Linked DNA regions of Callithrix jacchus: region 2 is linked to region 1. A link is a contact called in public Hi-C data. All regions are on one chromosome and are shown on one strand. Each heading gives the region's core, a stretch centred on a gene start, on an enhancer-like site or on the middle of the called end of the contact. The rest is flanking DNA. Distances are from core to core; before and after follow the strand shown.

The links. Hi-C and Micro-C count contacts between places; a contact is called where the count stands out from the background.
Region 2: a contact with region 1 is called in a Hi-C map of skeletal muscle, with 4 times the contacts expected there. The contact joins the promoter of RBKS here to the promoter of FOSL2 in region 1. A contact is called at or near these places in 2 of 3 Hi-C or Micro-C datasets (both in skeletal muscle).

The regions. Positions count from the first base shown.
Region 1 is chr14:86,655,106-86,659,521 of calJac240_pri, reverse strand. It overlaps FOSL2 (FOS like 2, AP-1 transcription factor subunit), which reads left to right and starts at 2,348. Exons shown (of 4, transcript XM_035272949.3): 1 at 2,348-3,300. The coding sequence starts at 3,199.
Region 2 is chr14:87,161,601-87,166,016 of calJac240_pri, reverse strand. It overlaps RBKS (ribokinase), which reads right to left and starts at 2,443. Exons shown (of 9, transcript XM_017964448.4): 1 at 2,315-2,443. The coding sequence starts at 2,403. BABAM2 (BRISC and BRCA1 A complex member 2) reads left to right here and starts at 2,777. Exons shown (of 13, transcript XM_017964446.4): 1 at 2,777-2,897.

The sequences.
Region 1 (4,416 bases), core at 1,099-3,598:
GAAGCTCCCGCTCCCCTTCCCCCTCCTCTTTTCCCCCCGCGTTACTGGAAGGACTGTGTGGGAGAGACCCAGAAGCACCCGGATTTTCGAGCGCAAGGTGGGGGAGGGCAGGGCAGCCTTTCCTGCTCACAGGAAAACCAAAAGTGCGTCTGTTCGCGCCGCTCAGACACGCGGTCGCTACTGGGAGGGCCCAGAGCGCTTTGGCCGCGCCTCCCTTTGCAGCCCCCAAGACTTGGCTAAGGCAGCCTGAGGCCCGCGTGGCCCGGGGAGGGGCTGAGAAGCGAGTGGGAAAGTGTCACGATTTCTTCTGCGCCCCTCCCGTCCTCACCCCACCCCCAGTTTTCTGGGTTTCGCTGCTGCCGCTGGGGAAGGGCTGATTCGTTTTGCGTCAAAGGACTGCATTTACTCAGTCCTGCTGGGAGAGGCGCGTAAACACCCAGGCAGGCCAGGACTCAAGGATGGGCGTGGGGGAGGTGGGGTGGAAGCAAATCACCCACGGCTGGCTTGCGCGTTCGCCTGCCCCATAGCCCTCGCCTGGGCCCGCGGAGCTGGGGACTCTGCCCAGCGGGCAGCAGCGGAGGTGCGAGGAGTCTGGTTGGCCTAGCTTCGTCGCGCACGCGCGCGTGTCCTTGGGGATAGTGTTCAGGACAGAATGTGTTTTATAGCTATAAACAATGACCCCGAGTATTGTTTGGGATTACCGTATCTTGGGGCCCTTGAGGCGGCCAGATGCCGCCAGCAGTCCCGGAAATGCCAGCGCTTTATATAGAGCCCCAGGAAAGCTTCGCGTTCCCGGCTCTATTTTTCTTTTCTATCAACACCCCCACTTTACAGATAAAGAAACTGAGGACTGAAATTGTGTGACGGTGCACATCGAGTTGTCCGCAATGGACTCTCAACAACTCTTAACGTTGGGCCCTCATAAGGACCCTGTGGGGTACAGATGCCTGGCGCTACTTAAGAATTGGGTAAACTGAGGCTTACACAGACCCTGGGCCAGAACCTAAGTTCCCTGACTTTTGCTACAGTACTACTTCTCCATGCGCACAATAATCTCAGCAGAAGGATTGGAGCTCCAGAGCAGAGAAGGGCCTTAGGTCATGTCGCCCAACGCCTTCGCTTTATAGGAGGAAACTGAGGCCCAGAGACGTCAAGGAATTCGTCCAAGATCTCACAGCTCGTAAATAGCGTAGTCAGGCGTCCCTGCTTCTAGGTCTGTGCTTGGTACCCTGTGCCGCGCCCCTCCCAGCCCCGCCCAGCGAGGGAGGGGGACCCTAGAGTCCGGCTACCCGCGCCCTGAACTTCGCTCCAAAACAGCTGAAGACGACAACGTTGGGGCACACCCTCTCATTGGCAACCTTTTTTTTTTTTTTTTTAAATTCCTAACAGTCGAGTTTGCTTGTAAACGCCCAATTACTCTTATTAGATGCGTCCTAGTTGCCCGCGTAGAGGGCGGCCGGAATGTCTTGACTGGTTAATTTTATCTTCAAGGCTATTCCTAACGAATTAACTGTACGACGAAAAAATGAAAAACAAAAAACAAAAAGGGAAGCAGCACGCAGCCCGCCACGGAGGGAAAAATAGGCAGGCCAGCCCCGCCCGGCGGCGCCGCGCCCAGCAATGACCGGGCCGCAGGGCGGCGCGGGCACCCTGCGCGCCCGGGGCGCCCGCTGCGCTCGGCGGCGCCGCGGAGGGCGCCTACGACCGCGCGCGGCCGCCACCTCCCTGCAAGCGGCTCTGCGCGCCAGGCTCCCGGCTTCCCGGTGGTGCCGCACCGAGCCGCCCATCTCGCCGTCAGGGCTGATTATTTTCTAAAACCTAGAGTCGAGACCCGCGCGGCCGCTCTCGGGGCCCCGCCCCGCGCCCCTTCCGAGGGTGGGGGAGAGGCCGCAGCGAACTCGGGAGCGGGCGAGGGAATCCCTCTCCCTCCACGTCACCCGAAAGCGAGGAAACCCGCACTCGCGTCCTCTAACGCAAATGACCATCTTTGGCAACGTGCGCCAATGGAACAGACCAAGGGCGCTGGGCCCGGAGGGTAGGCAGGGGGCGCTGGAGGGTCGGGGCTGCCTCTGCGCCCCCGAACCGTGCGGGCCGCCAGCTCCAGCCCGGGCCACCGCCTGGCTTCCTCGCGCGTAGCGCGCGGCTGGCGTCAGCGCGGCCGGGAGCCGGAGCCTGGAGGGGAGCGCTGCGCTGGCCTCCTCCCCTCCCGCGCCTCTTCCTCCTCTCGGCCTCCTCCCCCCGCCTCCTCGTGCGCTCCTCCCTCAAGGTGGAGTCTGGGGTTGACGTGAGTGAATCCACATGGTACAGGGCTGGAGAATAAAGAGTGTGGAGTTGAACTCGTGCCATTGTAGTGACTCATCTCGGGCAGAGCTCTAGGGCTCGGAGCTAACCAGCGAGCGAGCGAACGAGCGGCGCTCGGCGGGGACCGAAAGAGGGAGAGAGAGGCGCGGCCCGGCGAGGCGGGCCGGTCCGGGAGCGGGCGCCAGGGAAGGGGTGCAGGTCCGGGCGCCGGAGCGGGGAGTGGGGCCGCGTCCCTCTCAGCGCCAACTCAGCTTCAACCCCACGGGCCGCTGTTCCCCTGGCGCACTCGGGGCCGCGGGACAGGCGCGCGCGGCTTTCTCCTAGTCAAGTGTCCGAGCAGCCCCGAAACTCCGGCGGCGAGTTGGCCACGGGAAGTTTATTCGCCGGCTCCTTTTCTAAAAGGAAGAAACAAGTTTCTCCCAGCGGACAGCGTTTCTTTCCGCCTTTTTGACCCTGTCTGAAATCGGGGCGGAGGGGGGGTCCCTGGGGCTGGCAGGCCAGGCTCGCCGGGCTCCCAGTCTTTTTTAATTTCCAATTTTTGATTGGGCCGTGGGTCCCGGCTGAGCTCCGGCTGCTCGCGGGGGCGTGAGGGCGCGCGCAGGGGAGGGACCGAGAGACGCGCCGACTTTTTAGAGGGAGGGACCGGGTGGACAACTGTTCCCGCGGCGCTCGCAGAGCCGGAAAGAAGTGCCGTAAGAGGCGCTCGGGGGACGCAGTTCTCGGGGTGTCGCCGCCTCCCTGTCCTCGTCCGCCGCGGAGGGGGAGAAACCCAGGAGCGAAGCTCAGAGCCCGCGGCGCGGCAGGCGGACGACAGAGCGCGCAGCAGTTGGTGCGCGGCCGCGGCGAGGGCGGGGGAAGAAAAACACCCTGTTTCCTCTCCGGCCCCCACCGCGGATCATGTACCAGGATTATCCCGGGAACTTTGACACCTCGTCCCGGGGCAGCAGCGGCTCTCCTGCGCACGCCGAGTCCTACCCCAGCGGCGGCGGCGGCCAGCAGGTAGGTGCGGGCCCCGGTGCACCTGGCGGCGCGGGCGGACCCCTGCCCTCCTCTCGCAGCCACTGCCCTCTTTTGCTTTCTTTTCCTTTTCTTAGCGAGAAAATACCTACCAGCCACCGTTGTTAAGTTCTGGATTTTCGTCCTGCCCTTCCCCCCTGCCCTTTTAAACTAGGGGACTGGTGAGTGGGCTTGAAGAGACAACACCCTCCCCCCCATTACATTTTACCCAGACAAACTCCTGGAATTGTAGACCCCCTACCAGGAGCCTGTTACCTCCCTCCAAGAACTACCCTCTCTCCCCACTCCTCCACCCCCCGCGCCTTCTTTCTGGGTGGTGGACAGACAAGAAAATCTTTGCACCCACTGGCACCTCTGGACATCCTGGGACTGTATTCCTTCTGGAAAGTTCTCTTCCTCTCCTCCCCGGTCTCCATCAGTCTTAGCTCCTTTCTGAAAGGGGTTGGGGACCCAGAAACATGGTTGGACTCCTTCAAGTAACGAGTGAGGGCGAGGGCTGCCGCTCTGGGAATCAGGTGCGAAGGTCAGGAAGGAAAAAGCCAGCCTTGATTGGCTCCTGCCGCCTGTGTGCCCGTGCCTGCCCGTCTTCTGTAAGGGTCAGGGGCAGGAGCCTGCACTGCCCCTCTCCCCCAGGAACGAAGGAGCACCTTGAGGGTCTGGGGGTACCTGGAGCAAGGAGGCCGGCAGAGAGAAGAGGGGGTCAGGTGGGGGAAGAGACATCACGCAGGCTCCTGGGTGGTTCTGGAAGCAGAAAACAACTTGTTTCTAAAGCAGCCGGACTGGTTTGCACTGGAGGGATTGTGCGTGTGATCTGTGTGTTTATAAATACCAGGAAGGTGCTGCTGGGGGTGGAGGGGGGTGCTGATGGCGTTCCTGCCCTCTGCTGCAGCTCCTCCACCCGCTCTGTCTCGAGAGAGCTGGGTTAATGCAGACTCAATACGACGTGAAGCCCACCATTGTCAGCATCTGTGGAGTCTAGCAAAGTTGGCTGCAGCAAGAGATGCTCCCTAACGCGGTGGCCTTGGCCTCTAGAAGGGGCTGGGTGGGCTTCCAGGGAGGGGTGGACTCAGCTGGAAAATATTATGGAACATGGGTCTC
Region 2 (4,416 bases), core at 1,194-3,693, 510 kb before region 1:
ATAATTTCCAAAATTTTCTAGCTCTGAAATAAGATTTTAAAATCCTGATAGATGCTAAAATGGGCCTCTGACACCACGACCCCTACCCCACCCCACAAAGTACTATAGTTATTTTTAGTATCTGATGGTCAAGCTTCACAGAAAGCTCTTAGTTTGATAACAAGGAACTGGCTCTGAATTTTAACCCTGACACTTTTATTCAGGTAGGATGTATGAGAAAACTTTAGTTTTCTTCTTTTCTTTTGAGACCGGAGTTTCACTCTTATGTCCAGGCTGGAGTGCAATGGTGCAATCTTGGCTCACTGCAACCTTTACCTCCTGTATTCTCCTACCTTAGCCTCTTGAGTGGCTGGGATCACAGGTGCCAGTGACCATGTCCAGCTAATTTTTGCATTTTTAGTAGAGATGGGGTTTCACCATGTTGGCCAGGCTGGTCTTAAACTCCTGACCTCAGGTGATCCACCTGCCTCGGCCTCCCAAAGTGCTGGGATTACAGGCATGAGCCACTGCACCCGGCCCACTTTAGTTTTCTAGCTCTTTTGCCACTTCACGTATAAAATTATGGTAAACATTCAGCTAGGTGGATCTTCCATGGAATGAATAATTTTAGATGAAGGTTTACTGAAGGTTTATTCCTCTATGTTACTAAACTTTATATATTTTTGATGAAACTATTTTTAAAGTGAAATACATGCCCTATTTTTATATAAAATTTAATAAGTACTATACAATCTTTTCTTGAAAAGAGTCATCGCAAGTAAAATCAATTGCTATATTGTGTTGTAAGCACAGTGCTATTCTTTCTACATAGGTGTCTGTGAACTATGGCCTGCAGGCTGTTCTTGTAAGGCTGGGAGATAAGAATAATTTTTACATTTTAAAAAGGTCGCTAAAAAATGTGACCTAGATCATACATGGCTTGCAAAACCTCAAATATTTATTTGGCCCTTTACAGGAAAGCTGACTGACTCCTGCTCTAGAAAAGGATGTACCAGTCTCTTCAACAAATGTCTCCAACTAGATTGAGTTTTATGCTCTGTCACCAAAGGAAAGTATTTTTATCTTGCCCCATTGTCTGACAAAATAGTTCAAATACTTGTGGAAAAATAAAGGTCATTGGTATTTATTTATTAGGTCATTTGTATTTAAAACTCTTTTGTTGCTTCTTCTTGTTACACAGTCTCCTACTCACCCTCAAGTTTTCATCAGTCACTATAACTGCCTCTAGCAGTTACTCCTCTCTACTGTCACTTTTCTAATCTCAGTAGAAATTTGATAACACAGCCTACAAATATCTTAAGGTAAGATTAAATTGGTTACATGAAGACCCTAGAACTATTTTCTGAGTAGAATACAGGTGGTTTGATGCAGCAATTTGGTGACTTATTTTGATTGCCCCAACGCCTTTTTCTTTAGCTCCACATTCTCTATTGCCCTTTGGAAAAGCAACATTTCAGGACAGATGAGGTGTTACTGTAGTATAGAACGACATCTGAAAAGATATTCATCAAAAGACTGAACTGCAGTAACTGGAGTGGTAGGATTTTCTTGGAATATCTGAATTTATTACTACTTTTACAATGAACAGACATTACTTAATTTTAAAAAAGTTAAATCAGAAGGATCTGTCTACTCAGTCTTACTGACCTAACAATCTTTATTTGGCATATTTTCTATCATAATTTGGTCATAATTTTTGGTGGTTGTACATATTGTTTGTTTTCATTTTGATTCATAGTTGGCTTGCTGAAAAATACGATGTAAACATAAAATACTGCAGTATTTAATCAACATGGTGAAAGGTGACAGTCTTTTTGACTTCTGTTCGATTCATTATTTTATACAATAAGCTCAGACGAATAATACTCAATTTGGATAATGTTAGGCTTGACGAAACACTTTACTACATCTAGTCCTCACAATATCCCTATGAGGTAGGCACATTCTCGGAGATAAAATGACGTGGGCAAAGTCCCCTGGCTCATTTGGGGAAAGGCTCAGCAGCCGGGCCAAGAAAGGTCTTTGGGGGCGCAAGTCTTTGGAGGGTAGGTCTTTTGTGGGGGGCGCTTTTAGTAATGTTAGAGCTTTCACTAAACCCTGGCCTCTTATGTGCTCTCCCCTGACATTTACCTTTACAGACTCAAATTCTTCCACGCCGGGAAGGCAGGCTGAGGGCTGCGAAAACCTGCAGCTCATACCCAAAGCTAGCACTGTCCATCCCTGGAGACCCAGCGCCCAAGAGCTCCGCTGGGCGCAGAGCGCACGGCTCTACTCCTCCCCCGAGCCGCAGACTGAGTACTGGCCCCGGACTAACCTGACCAGGTCGGTCATGCAGGAGCCCACCACTACCACCGCCGCCACCTCCTCCTGCCACTGCTTCCGGGGTTCCCCAGACGCCGCCATCGCTCAAAGGTGCTGCTGTCCAACCTGGACGCTGACCTCTGCCCTTTGCCCGATCCAGTAACCAGAGACGCCGCTCCTGCCCTCCCTAACGACGCGGGCTTTTCACACGCCTACGCGGGTCGCCCACCTGACTGCCCGAAATTACCCCGCCCACCAAGTACCCCTCTTCTTCCCGGAATAGTTTCCGTGCACAGCCTCACGTAACAGAGCCCTTCTAATATGGCGAGACTCCGCGCTCTTAGCCACGCACGGGGCAGGCGCTGAGGAAGAACTGTCAGGCACTACTGGGACGCCTTTCTGAGTGCCCGGCTCCGCGCGGCGCGGGGGCGCGCACGCTGCCCTGCTCCAGGGCGCAGAGGGGGCGGGGCGGGACGTCCGGGGAGTGCGCACGCATCCGGCCCGCGGCGCGCGCGCAGGTCGGTGCGTCGGTCGGGGGCGCGCTCGGGTACCTGTACCCCACGTAGTCGCCGGTTACCGATCGGACTAAGTTCCAGGTACCTGGACTGGGGCTGGTGCGGGGAGGTTGGATCCCAAGTCGCACAGGTGGCATGGAAAACCGTGGTTTAAATATGGCCAGAGGACTCGACTCCTCTTCCTATGGGGAAGGCCCCTGTTCCAAAGATGCCCTTCTTATCCCCATCACGCTGATCCCCTCAAGAACGAGCCCCCAAGGCCAGAGGCGTCTCTTTCTCCATATCTGGCTCATCCCGTAGTCCCTATAAAGCCCTAGTATTAGTTCCTTATTTCCTGATTAGGGGAATCATACAGTTTGGGAGACGGGAGAGTGTCCCTTTTAAGTCGTCCCCTAGAGTAGAGTGGTCATTCTTCGGGTCTGAGGTAACTTGTTTTTCTCGAATGTTGCCCCTTGGGGAAATTGCTTCTCCAGTATAACTTCCCTCGTGCGCTTCATGACGTTGACGTGACGCAGCAGGATGCCACCCCTTTCCGTTCCATGACGTCAGCAGGGCACATGTTTCCGTGTTTGTCATCTCATTTTAATTGCAAGAACCTGGATGGTGCTTTAGACGTCTTTGTATTCCCCAGGCCTCCCATCAAAGGACCTTATGTAACTTTATTTCGGAGTAGCAGACCCTTGCAAAAATTGTAATTTTGCATTTTCCTTTTGCAATATGTCAAAATCAGGAAATACAAATTGCAGAAGCAGCATTCAGGAGACTCTGACCACCGTAAATATTTGCATATCTGGGGTGTATTATAGTGCTGCCATGCGTAAGAGTTACTACTGGTGGTGACCACTGTCCATGTACCTGATTCTCTGCACGAAAGGACCAGTGTTTTTGGCTAAGTGACCTCTGATTTTGGAGTCGGTGTATTCTTTACCACCCCCCCCCCCACTTTTTTTTTAGAGAAGTCATACCTCCTCGCGGTTGAAATTGATTTTAATACTGCTTGAAACTGCACTGTCAAAAAATAAATAATAAAGAGAATTTTCTCCCCCTGTAAATAAAGATAATTCATTCCCTAAGGTATCATCCTAAAGTCACGACAGTTGCTAAATTAGAATGGATTGTTGTCACTTTTCAAGTGTTGTTTCAAGTAACTTTGTTTCAAGCGAGGTTGTTCCCTTGAACATTTGACTAGTGATTCACTCAGCCCGGGTTCAGCAGTAGGCCAGCAATAGTCCAGTTTGTTTCTAGTGATAAAACAGTCATTTGTTTAAATTCACTACTTTTTGTCTGTTCAAATTTTATAAGATATACAGTTTAAAAAATCACCTGGATGTTTTTCTCTTTGGTGATCGAAGTTATCAATGTTTATTTGAGAGGAAGATGGATATAGTAGACTTGGAAAATCTGGATTTGAATCCTGATCCTCTTGCTTCCAATGTTGAATAAGTTAGTTTATTTTGCTGAGGTTTAATTTTTTATTTGTCAAGTTTTCTTTAGCTTCCATTTGTCAAATGGGAACAATTATTGTTCTCAGGGAACAGAGTTGTGGGGAGGTAAATGAAATTACAGATAGAGGTGAGTAATATAATGCCTGATAGTGAGT